Regions from separate parts of the Bactrocera dorsalis genome. Here region 1 is linked to region 2. Evidence: chromatin contacts called from public Hi-C data. All regions are on one chromosome and are shown on one strand. The core of a region is the stretch at or near the end of the contact, and the rest is flanking DNA. Distances in the headings are between cores, read along the strand shown. Region 1 holds the start of LOC105224299 (DENN domain-containing protein Crag). Region 2 holds the start of LOC105228860 (nuclear transcription factor Y subunit gamma).

Region 1 (2,808 bases), core at 34-2,533, 290 kb before region 2:
TCATGTCCATCATACAGCACACCTGCGATTAATTTTTTAATATCAGAAAAATATTAATTAGTTGAAAAATTTAATATATTTACCTATATCCACCAGAGGCGGTCGATCTTTGCCACGTTTATAATAAATATAACACTCAGTTGAACGCATAGAGCCATGATTGAGATTCGCAGGCAGTCCAGTGGGTGTTGTTTCCAACACCTCATAACCGTCGGGCACTTCTTCATCGAGTAACGGAAAATATACACCAATATCTGTTATAGGCTCAATGGTATTGGCAGCACGTAAATGCCCAGATTCGCTAAATATATTCTCCTGTAGCAATTGCGGTTGTTCTGGCATGCCAGCGACTACAAAATAGTCAGCAATCCGTTTCTCTTCCATTGCGCTGTAGATTATAAAATGTGTAAGAATAACAAAACTGATATCGGAATAAGTAACAATACAATGATTTTATATCTATAACAATTGCACTTTGTTTTCATTTGACGTTTTCATCGCCTTTGTTTTGGTCACTAACGAACACACAGCAACCACAATCCAATCAGATCTTGCTATGCCGTTCACAATAGTTGGCACAAAATGCATTCACTTGCAATTCGATGTTTATTGAGGCAATACACAGTTTTTTTTCTAGCACAACAACCTGTTCTGCCCACTTTAAGGAATCCTTCGATTTTACATTGAACAATATATATTTGTTAACGCCTTCCTTATTACTAGTTTTCTACAAGGAGCTGGTTTAAACAAGTTCGCCCTTGCAGCTTTGCACTGTCATATGAATCACCGCCCCGTCATTTCCTCTTCTAGTATTTCTACACTTACAGTCGGGGTCAAATTGCTATTAGCCTCATCGTAGGCCACCCGTTGAAAATGCGAATTTTACTTTGTGGCTCAGTTTACTTTTATTAACACACAATTCGTTTATGTATCGTTAAAAAACACAACTCACTTTAATTGATTTTGCTGGGTTTTGCAATTTATGATTCAATTTGCACATTAACCAGCCTGCTGCCTTTTACTTTTGCCTTGTACTCCTTTTTTCGTCGTGTGCTTCTAATAGAAAAATTTTCACAGCACTGCGTAAAATATGTCTTGGCCTTTTACACCAACATTGCTCACTTAAATACTGTTACAATTAATCACCAATGATAAATAAATGATTGAAAAATGAATATTTAAATATTCTAACGAAGAATAAAATTCAGAAATGCTTCACTATTGGAATTTATTTTCCTTTGCAAAATCCATTGGTTCGGTGACTGCCAAGTGAGTTGAGTGTTGCCAGCTGTAGCAATTCGTTTATGTCAAATAAAATATTTGACGTTTTAAGAAATATATTTGTAAGAAAAATATTTGTTATACATAAATTATAAATTTAATAACATTAGAAACAGCTACGAAATGGCATTTATTGATAAAATAATTGATATTAAATTGTAAAATAGTTATGACATATGTTGTAATCTTATAAGCTGTGGCAAGTCTAAAACGCGCAGCTGTCATTATATCAGTGTTGGTACAACAAGAAACTGTTATAAACTGTTCTAAACGTAATGTGTTTATGTTAGTGATAAAATTTGAAAACAATTTTTTTAAAAGGTAAGGCCCGCTTCGATATCTCAAAGAAAGGTCTTAAATTCACAATTTATTATGGGAGTGTGGAAAAAGTAATTTATTATCATTATAATACAAAATGACAGCTTCTGGGTCTTACTCTACCAATTGAAGAATGTTTTTCGGACCTTGAACTATACAATGAAAATCCGAGACCCACCTGACGCTCTAATTATAAAATTCTCTTTCCTCTACATTACATACATATATTTTTCGAAACTATATGAAACATTTCTTGAATATACATACATACATATGTACATACATATGTATGTAACTATCCTTATAAATGATTTCCGTTTTTTGGGAAATAGACACGACAGTTCAATTCCGTTATCCTGCAATAATTACCAAAATTTGAGGATTGGTTTTGCTTTTGGTTGCTGAGGTCCAACAGGTTGATTCATTTATTATCTAAGTTCTGGTCTAAACTGGACAAAATTTGATTTCTTACTCCTGTTTCTAGTTTTTTTATATCCTGAATAATAAATATTATATTTGTAGCACCTAGAACCTTATATCGTCTATAAAATGATTAGCGTGACGAAGTGAAACGATTGAGCTGTGTCCGTCTGTCTGTATATACCGGAACAAATCTTCCAGTTTTTGAGATATCGAACTGATATATTGCACATACTATGCTCTTTCCCCAAGAAGCTGTTGCTCAGAACAGCCGAAATCGGAAAGCTATAGCATTCAGGGTTTGTCTGAAAAGTAGTGGGGCTGAGTCAATTTAAAAAAATGTATTGAACCAATTGTTACAATTCTTTAAAAACTTTTAAAATAGGCTCCTTCTTCGTCGATTGCGGCGATTTCAAATCATTGAAGGCCTCACGGAAAGCATTCTCCGTTATAGCCCTGAGAGTTGAGGTGCATGCTGCTTGGATCCCGTTTGTCGTCTCAAAATGCTTGCCTTTCATCGGCCTTTTTAGGCGAGGAAACAAAAAAAGTCCGGGTGGCCTCATCTGGGCTGTAGAGCGGCTGCGAAAGCATTGGGATGCCGGACTTTGGTTAGGTAGCTGTTCACAAGAAAGAGGGTGTGAGCCGGGGCATTGTCGTGGTGCAACTTCCAATCGGCAGCGATGTCTTGTCGGTCCTGATTGACCTTTCGTAAGAGTTTCTTGAGGACTTCCACGTAAACGGCGTTGACGTTGACGGTTTATCCAGGAGAATCAAATTCATGGCGGACGA
Region 2 (3,016 bases), core at 494-2,993:
ACGAACAGCAAGCTGTAAAGGTGAAAAATTGTAGGAATGAAAGTGTAAATGCCAAAAGTTGCTTACCACAGTGGTAAAAGGCACATTAATAGGGCCTTCTCATGCACGTGCCAGCCAAACATGAAAGAAGAGCAAGAGCAGATAACAACGGCACGCAGAAATGTAGCTTTTGATTCGCTGTTAAAAGAATTGGATTTTGTTGAAGCGACATTTTGCAAGGGGAATTAAATGAGCAAAGTATATACTACCTTTTTGACGTATAGGCAAAGAGTTTTATCAATATTGGTAACATAAAGAGCAACGTCAGTACAAATGTGGTGCGCGGCGTTATGTTAGGCAGGAATTGTGGTTCAAACTCTTGCACAAGCCCAGAAGTAGTTGAAGGTCCTGTTGTACTTGGAATGCGTAACAATTTGGCTGCAACTTTGTCGGCAGTATTATATAGGGCCCAGAAATTTGGCGCCCAATAAGCGTGTGTTAAGCCGCGTTTGAATGGAAATAGGCGACTAAAAACCTGAAAATAATTTGACTATAATTTTGTTTTACTTCTTGATAAATATAAATTCGCACCTGATCTATCTGATTATAGAATGGTCCGAAAGCGGCTACAATAGGTGTTAAACCCACTACTGCCAATTTAACTATACATATTATTGCATTCCTAGCACACTTAGAATCCAGGCAATAAAACTTGAGCAGATAAACTGCAAAAGCTGGTGCCATGTAGAGAAAAATATGCTTAAACATAAGTAATGTGGCAAATGTGAAGGCTGAGAGCAAATAACGTTCCTCCAGCAGAAAACTTATACTCAGCAAGAGTATACCAAATAAGAAACCATTATATTGGAAATGCATATGATCCACAAATAACAATCCAACGTTAAACAAAAGTAACATCGCAGCAGCAAATGATTGCGGCGATGATTGCGTTATTTTTAATGCACGTAGAGATCGTCGTACACCAAGAGCGAACACTAGATCCATAATTATCACCGAGCAACGTTGGAAATAAATTGTAGCCGTAGAAGCATAGTTGAGGTTTGTTACGACTACCATTTGCGGATCCACGAAGGATGCGGCATAAGATAGCAGCCATTCAAAATAGGCAAAGAAGGGTGGATAGTCAAGCGTCCAATTGCTAGTGTTTTCATAATACCATTTACTTATGGGTAATGAATGTGTTATAGCCAACCAATTCCGGTGTACTTCGAAATCTGTGGAGTGACTAAGATACAGTTGTTATAGTACATTGATATTTTATATTGAATAGCTTTTGACTTTGACTTACGGCGAAGGAATTAGCAATATTTTAACTGCGCTAGATAGAGCGAAAATCTTCCAGAAATGGCACTCCATTATTGGAGCCGCTGATCAGAAAAATTTTGGGCAGTTTGTTTCTACTTTGCCAACTAATACAAAAAACAAAGCCGGCTGATGTGGAGTTGTCATTTCCATTGATAACAGGTATGAAGCATTCACAATGAAGCAAATTAAACACATAAACATGTGTAAAAGTCATGTAAAATATAAAAACCAGAATGATCAGAGTACACACATTGCTGTTTATTGTTGCTGTAATATAAAGACTCCATTATTTTCCCAAAAAAATATTGCATTATAATATTTCTACAAACTAATCTCTTTTTTCTTAGATTTTAATAATTAAGTTTATCGATTTCTGTCTATCGATTACGTGGGTCTCGATGAACATTTATATGTGATTGACTAAATTAGGAAGAGGAAGCAAAGTAGTGAAACCAATAAAAAAGTGGAACACAACAGTGACTAGTTTGACGCCAAAATTTATTTTATTCACATTTTTTGCACATTTGCCATTATTAACGTGTAAAATATAATTCTAATTCATTAAAGTGCACTGTGCAGTGTTTAAATATCAGTTGAAATAATGTCGCACTCCTACTCCAACGCGCCGAGTAGTAGTGGCGGCTCTGTGTCAGTACCTGCCACTACCAGTGGTGGTCGGCATGGTAGTAGCAACAATCAAATAAATACCACCCATATCATATCATCTGCAACATATAGCATATCGGGTGATGTGGTAGTAACCAGCAGTAGTGCCCCCAACAATCCCAAAGAAAAGCAATCAACGAAGGCACAGCGCACGGCTGTTGTACGCAAACCCCCACCCACCATTGACAACTTCTGGCAGAATATTATGGCAGATGTGCGAGCGATACATCAAGTAGATGCCAAACATCAAGCATTACCATTGGCACGAATTAAAAAAATTATGAAATTAGATGAAAATGCTAGGATGATAGCGGCCGAGGCGCCACTCCTTTTTGCCAAAGCATGTGAGTACTTCATACAAGAGCTTACAATGCGTGCCTGGATACACACAGAAGAGAGCAAACGACGCACACTTCAACGATCAGATATTGCACAGGCTATAGCTAATTACGATCAATTTGATTTTCTGATTGATATTGTGCCGCGTGAAGATATAAAACCCAGTACCAGTAGTGGCCAGAAAAAGGACACGCAGCAACAGAGTACTAACGTGAATACTGTAAATAATACAACAGCTACAGCTGGAGCAAATGCTGTCATGACTGCAGGCACCGTGACTTTACCCGTTAAGATGGAAACAGCTGAAGGTGAAGTGTTGACTTTTGGCGCGCTCAATGCCGATACCTTAACCGCAGCGACTGCCCAACCACAACAGACACAGCAAGCGCATACCACTATGCATGCGCCCCAACAGTTACAAATAATACAGCAACCATCCGCGACACAACCACAACAGATGCAATACTTTATTGCCACACCGGAGGCTCTAAATGCAGCACACGGACAAAATGCGGCGCCACAGCCACAACTGCAGATCATACAGCAGCCGGCGCAACCGCAGTATTTTATAACTACTCATGTAAGTGAAAACATTTAGTTTTAAATAAAGTGAACAACAAACGTCATTCATAAATATATCGTTGAAACTCTTTTAATAACATGATTATTTTGATCATTAGCAACCACAACAGCTTATATTGACAGC

What was found. Hi-C and Micro-C count contacts between places; a contact is called where the count stands out from the background.
Region 1: a Hi-C map of whole body shows a contact between it and region 2, with 10 times the contacts expected there. The contact joins the promoter of LOC105224299 here to the promoter of LOC105228860 in region 2. A contact is called at or near these places in 2 of 2 Hi-C or Micro-C datasets (both in whole body).

Annotation. Positions count from the first base shown.
Region 1 is chr4:56,193,541-56,196,348 of ASM2337382v1, reverse strand. LOC105224299 (DENN domain-containing protein Crag) reads right to left here and starts at 1,283. Exons shown (of 15, transcript XM_049455041.1): 1 at 953-1,283; 2 at 84-388; 3 at 1-22. The coding sequence starts at 384.
Region 2 is chr4:55,900,306-55,903,321 of ASM2337382v1, reverse strand. LOC105228860 (nuclear transcription factor Y subunit gamma) reads left to right here and starts at 1,743. Exons shown (of 3, transcript XM_011208852.3): 1 at 1,743-2,890; 2 at 2,991-3,016. The coding sequence starts at 1,907. It overlaps LOC105228859 (probable dolichyl pyrophosphate Glc1Man9GlcNAc2 alpha-1,3-glucosyltransferase), which reads right to left and starts at 1,459. Exons shown (of 5, transcript XM_011208850.4): 1 at 1,289-1,459; 2 at 571-1,225; 3 at 249-514; 4 at 67-177; 5 at 1-12. The coding sequence starts at 1,356.